2 separate regions of the Rattus norvegicus genome follow, and region 1 is linked to region 2. Evidence: chromatin contacts called from public Hi-C data. All regions are on one chromosome and are shown on one strand. The core of a region is the stretch at or near the end of the contact, and the rest is flanking DNA. Distances in the headings are between cores, read along the strand shown.

What was found. Hi-C and Micro-C count contacts between places; a contact is called where the count stands out from the background.
Region 1: a Hi-C map of prefrontal cortex shows a contact between it and region 2, with 2.8 times the contacts expected there. The contact joins the promoter of Gatb here to the enhancer-like site in region 2. A contact is called at or near these places in 3 of 12 Hi-C or Micro-C datasets (the A7r5 cell line, frontal cortex and prefrontal cortex).

The regions. Positions count from the first base shown.
Region 1 is chr2:173,227,266-173,230,389 of GRCr8, reverse strand. It overlaps Gatb (glutamyl-tRNA amidotransferase subunit B), which reads right to left and starts at 1,822. Exons shown (of 13, transcript NM_001399231.1): 1 at 1,622-1,822; 2 at 1-107. The coding sequence starts at 1,797.
Region 2 is chr2:172,857,999-172,860,833 of GRCr8, reverse strand. LOC102552233 (a long non-coding RNA gene) reads right to left here. Exons shown (of 3, transcript XR_351793.4): 3 at 1,940-2,339. Among named protein-coding and RNA genes, the nearest start is that of Fdps-ps3, 230 kb to the left of the region's middle. Within about 2 kb of position 1,288, at least 11 of the 93 cell types and tissues checked have an H3K27ac peak or open chromatin away from gene starts, as enhancers often do. A contact at or near this core is called in prefrontal cortex, where this site is marked.

The sequences.
Region 1 (3,124 bases), core at 573-3,072, 370 kb before region 2:
AATTCGGAGGTGCTGCAAAGCATACTTGAGCTCCAGAGAAGAGTTTAGAGTTGGAGGAAATCTGCGCATGAATTTCCAATCCTACTACAGCTGCCCATTTGTGTTCACTAAAGGGAAAGAAAATGGTTAAAAAATGCTACATTTGTCACTGTACATAAGTTCTTATAAACCTATATTTCAAATAATAATCTTAATTGTGTTTTAAATTAAAATTTCATATGCTTATATTTTAAAATGTATCATTTTATTGGTGAATAAATTAAGTGTACCTTATTAGTAAACACTAAGTAAATGTCTCAGTAAATAATAATAAAATCTTATCTTCTCATAATTATTTAGGTTTACTACAAACGCCAGGATTTTAATTCTAGAGAAATGATGTCTAAAGAATAAATTATCATCCATATTTTGTGTTCATTGTTAACAGCTTGTAGCTAGAGAGGCAGGGTCACACAGATACCACAGACTACCATGACATGGTATTCCTCAAAACTTGTGCAGAAGAACAGTAAACCATTAGAGGAAACATTTATTTTCCATCCTCCAAGTTACATCCAGTTCTTGAGACCTAAACTTAAAATTCTTTCATTTGTTCATACTTGACTGCTAGCAAATCTTAGTAAATGCTATAAAATGCTATACTAATGTCTCTTATCTGACTATTCCTACTCTGGTGAGCCAGTACTCAGTTCTCTTTGGGGAATTAAAAGTCTTTATTCTTATGTATGTTCCTATTCTTCACTTCTCCTGAGCAATTTTCTGTATTATACAGATTTTTATTCATGTGCATCCAGTTTTGTTTTAAGCATTTCAATGAGAAAAAAATTAATTCCTTTTTAAAAAAAATTTGGAAATAAAGCTTGCAAGTGAGAAGAAAATAAAGAAATTCATAAATTCTGCATGCTCTAACTACTAATTAAAGTAATTCTGCAGTTTCATTGCATGGAAAGAAAATGATCTAGTTTATAAAGGGAATAGAAATGAGATGCTTTGGGACATTTTCCTCTCCACTGAAATACTAAGAAGAATGCCAACCTCAACGAAACAAAACATTAAAAATTTGCCTTATGTTTTGTATTTTATAAGAAGCTTTAAGTCATGTACACTGAAGCAACTAACAGAAGTACAGGATAAGCAAATCTTTAGTCAGGGAAAGATTTCGTCGGTAGACTACATCCTCCTAGGTCTAGACAAATACGCCCATCATAAAACCAGAGATCTGACTAATAAGACCTCCAATAAACATTAAGCTCTCTTATCCGGGGCTTTGTACAAAGGCTATTTTCTGTCTTTAAATTATTGCTAGCTCGTAGTAACGCCAAATGCCCGCTATATACGTGCCATAGTCTAGTGTCACAGACAACCACACTAGTTAGTAGGACCGCTAGAGGAAACGCTATTTTACACTCGTACGTTGTCCAAACATGCCTATTTTAGGACAGAGGTTTAAGTGTGAGGGTGGAGATGGCAGGCCTGGTTTTGTGTTTTCATTTAGGTTCTGTTGCCCACATTACACAGGTAACCACCCTCCAGTTCACTAAAACCCTCAGGCTGGGCTGCGGGAGCCATTATCTTCGTTCCGCACTTCCACGAGACAGGTATAGGTACGAAGAAAATATACCCTTTCCTCGGCTTCTGAGCCGTGTGGAGGGAAGGCTGAGCCACTGAACTCTGTCTCCTAGCCCAGTTGGATATGGGCCCAATTTGAGAGCCACTTCGGAGGCGGGAACAGTCGTCTATCCACGCTAAAGCCCAGCGTCTTCCAGGGAAACCCGAACGCAGCACGGGTGCCGCCATTGCATTGCCGAAGACCGGGTCAGGTGACCCACCTTCCCTCCGCCGCGAGGCTCTCTGGGAAGCGTAGTTCTGGCAATGCGCCACAACCCTTGTAGGCCTGGACCGGAAGACTACTATTCCCGGCAACCCAACTCAAAAGCTGACGGAAATCTGACGGGGAGGGGCGGAACCAGAGAACTGTGGGTGGGTGAGTGGGTGGGGGTTGTGGGTCCTGTGTGACTCCTCCTAGCGGGGAGTTGGAGAGCTCTGTGGCAGTAGAGCTTGGGCGTGTTTGTGCTTGACAGCTCTTTGAGGGAGAGCCAAGGCTAGGAAGCCTCACCAAGGGTTTTAAATTCAGCTTAAGCCCATGAGTTGAAACAAATGATCCTGACATCACCACAAAGGCTTCCTGGACTCTCAAACGCACTTATTTTCTCTGTCTTGCTCGCACACTTCGTACACAAATTTGTGCATTATTTCAACCGATACTTATTTGTATGCCTGCTATGAACAACCTAGTTCAATAATTAGGCAACATTGACATACTAGAAAGCAAGACTTTATGGCTGTTATATTTTATAGACTTGGTATTTTAGGGAGAGAAACATACAGAAAAAAAGTTTAAAAAAATAAATCGTTTTCATGACCGAAAAAAAAAAATTAAACTTTTATGTGCTTTTTACTTACCATTTTTCTTAGGCAGCATCTGAAACATTTTTTTTTGTTGTTGTTGTTGTTAGAAAGCTTTGATAGAAAAATGACCTCAGCTCAATGGGTTTCTTTTGGTGTTTGACTTCAGCACTAATCCTGGGCTGGGCTGGGCTGGGCTGGGCTGGGCTGGGCTGGGCTGGGCTGGGCTGGGCTGGGCTGGGCTGGGCTGGGCTGGGCTGGGCTGGGCTGGGCTGGGCTGGGCTGGGCTGGGCTCAGTGGTACAGCCTTTGTACCACGTAGAAGGTGCTGCGTTCCACTCTCAGGAAGGCAAAAACAAATAGAGTTTTTCATATCCCTTGTTGAAATTCCAGGTGATTTTTTTTTAAATTTAAAAACTTAGTCTACAGTAGTCCTCACTTTCACCATCTGATTTTAACTGTTCATGTAGTACCTAACAGCTATCTTTGATTTCAATGGATCCTTGTCTGGTATTCACCACAGTATTTCCAGAGCACAGAGTAGGCACCTCAAGAATATTTGAAGCAGTGCAGTGTGGTGGATGTATTTCACAAATGGGGGCTGTGGAGAGGATATGTTCTTTAGAAAAGAAATAACAAATTGGGGTAGTGGTAAAGGGTACAGTAAAACATCTATTTCTGGGAGATGTGTAAGATGAGATCGAGGGACCTGATAGAGA
Region 2 (2,835 bases), core at 39-2,538:
ATTCATGATACACATATGGAACCAAAGAGGATTGTGATTGTGGAAGGAAGTGGGAAAGACTAAAAAAGAATGAATAAACTTTAAAGACGTGTGTGTGTGTGTGTGTGTGTGTGTGTGTGTGTGTGTGTGTGTGTGTGTGGTGTACATATGTCTAAACCAACTCTGTCACCTGCTTTGACCTGGAACCTGGAAGTGTTCTTTGTGATAGCTTGGAAGTGATAATATCTTAAGTAGATGCTACAGGTGGAAGCAAGAGGAAAGGGGAGGAAAGGGGTCCTGGAAAGAGTGATTTTTATGTTAGGCTTGAGAGAAGGGAGCATTGAAAAGGGCAGGTTCGGGGAAAAACCAGTGCCAAGACTGCTATTTTGGACATAATATGATTGAGAATCCTATTAGATACCCAAGCAGATCTGCCTGACAGACAAATGACTGAGCATATTGAGAGTGGGGAGGGAGGGGGGTGAAAGAAAAGGAGGGAGGGGAAAATGGAGGAAGGGATGAAAGGAGGGAGGGAGGGAAAGAGAGAGAGAGAGGGAGAGAGAGAGAGAGAGAGAGAGAGAGAGAGAGAGAGAGAGGAGAGAAATCGCTGTATCATGCTGTCCTGCCTGTGGTTGAGATTCCACATGGTGTGGAGATTCAGCCAGCAAGCCTGTGGAAAACTACTGACGACTCCCTTGCACCACAGATTCTAAGTTTGAACGAAGGATGGGCTGGCTGCTTCCAAGAAGTATTTTTGTGAGCATGTTGAGGGCTTCTTTCTTTTAACTGAAGCACTTGACTTTGTCAGCAAGCCCAGATTGCATTTCTCTCACTGGGCTGAGCTCGCACCGATCCCTATGAGCAGTCTCTCCCAAGAGACTGGAGAGGAGACACTCTATTGTCCCTAAGGAACAGAGACATCTTCCAGTCGCCTCCTTTTGCTTCTGTGTCCTTCATAGATGTCCCTGCCTCCCAGACCTCAGCCAGGCTATTCTTTCTTCAGACAGACACATATGACACAAATGGGAGACACCACTCAAGCCAGGGGTGTTTGAGTGAAATGGAATCAGAGAGGGGGTGGACCGAATGACTTAAACGTGTTCCATTATTGAAGTATTAAAATTCTCTGAATGACTTAAAAGTGTTTCACTCTGAAGTATTAAAATTCTCTGGGCTGATTGGAAGCTGATAGCTTCTGTCCCATTGGGTTTACACAGACCTCTCCACCCATGCTGGAGACCTCACACTTCTCAGACAATAGAAGGTAAGTGTTGGCTACAGTGACTACCCTGGGTTCCCACTCCAGTTCTAGCTGAAGCCCCTCTTCCTGGGTTGGCATTCATTAGATGGATTGACTGTTAAATAGAGTGAGTCTTGTCTGTGCCATGGGGCATTGAGTCATGATAGCCTATTGCCAGTCTATAACAGAGACACAGCTGGGAAAGGGCCCCAGACCCACTAATATCCCAATCTTGTCACAGCCAGGACGTATCAAGACACAGTCCCCAGTGTCCTCTTCTTGCTTCTGTGGTGCTCCATCTCTCAGACAGGATACTCTGACCCTAGGTATGTTTGGATTATCAAGTCCAGACAGTTCTGGTCTGAAATCTATCCTTTCCATTTAAGAAGACTTTGAATATATCTTCTTTGATCTTTGGCTGGCTTTATAGTCTTTCTCTCCAAGGGAAATCATATTTCCCAGTCTGAAGTTTTTAGGAATACCTCACTCTGGCAAGCCCCATAGACTGTCTACTCACAGGAGGTTAATCTTCATGGAATCCATCAGAATTAAAGCTGCAGGGACCTTCATAATCATTTCATTCAGCCCTCTGGTTTTATAGGCCAGGTAACCAAGGACCACAGAAAGAATGGCAGGTCAGATCATTATTTATAACGGGTATAATATTTACAACCAGTACAAATCACAAAGAAGACATTAATAAACTGAGCACACCAGAAAGCTGTTCACTCAGGTTTTTTATAGTGACACAAGACTAGTGACCTTCCTGGGCAGACAGAGACCAATGTTCACAGAGAGGACTTGGAGAGTGAATGTAGTAGCAAAACTCTGTGAGCAGAAATCTCTGTTCTTATTTGATATGAAGAGGCAAAGAACTCAAGAAGGGAGTGGAAGAAGGCCTGAGAAGGCAGTGTCAGAGGTGGTCTGGTTCAGACACAGCCCAGTTCAAGACAGTATGGATCAAATATTGTCCAGCTCAGATGTGGTCCATCTCAGAATCTTCTTTCTCAAGTAAGGAGATAACTATGCGATGATGATTTGTCATAGTTTGGGTCTCTTGATATCTAGTTTCATAGCTGCCCATCTTCTATTGAACAATCAGCTCTGTGTCTCTGAGGACCTAGAAAATATAAGAATCCTGGTCGCTGACTTCCCTTACTACATATGGCAGAGGGAAAGGGAGTCAGAGGGAATGATCTAGACCATATGTGGGATGAACAATAAGCACACGGGTCCTCTGGGACTCCTGAGGTTCTCATCTTAGCCACCCTGGCTAGTGTTCTCTACCACAGAGATGTTCCTAGGGCTCCCACTTTCATGCCAAATGTGTTAAAGTTACTACCCGCTCTGCATATGGCCTCTCATCATGCCACATGTTTCCCATATTACCCTATTCAATTCCATGGATGCTCAGATGAGCCTGGATTATTTTCTGTTTCTGGGAACCCAAATCTCCAACCCACAGTCGTCCCAAAGGCCCCTACTCAGAGGCAGAGTCAAACCCGGGATCTGTGATATCCCTAAAGCAGTCTTGCAGTCTTCAGGGTTGAATTGATCCCCACTTATTCATTGCCAACCCCAGGACCTCAGATCACAGTGCACATGGAGTCAGGATC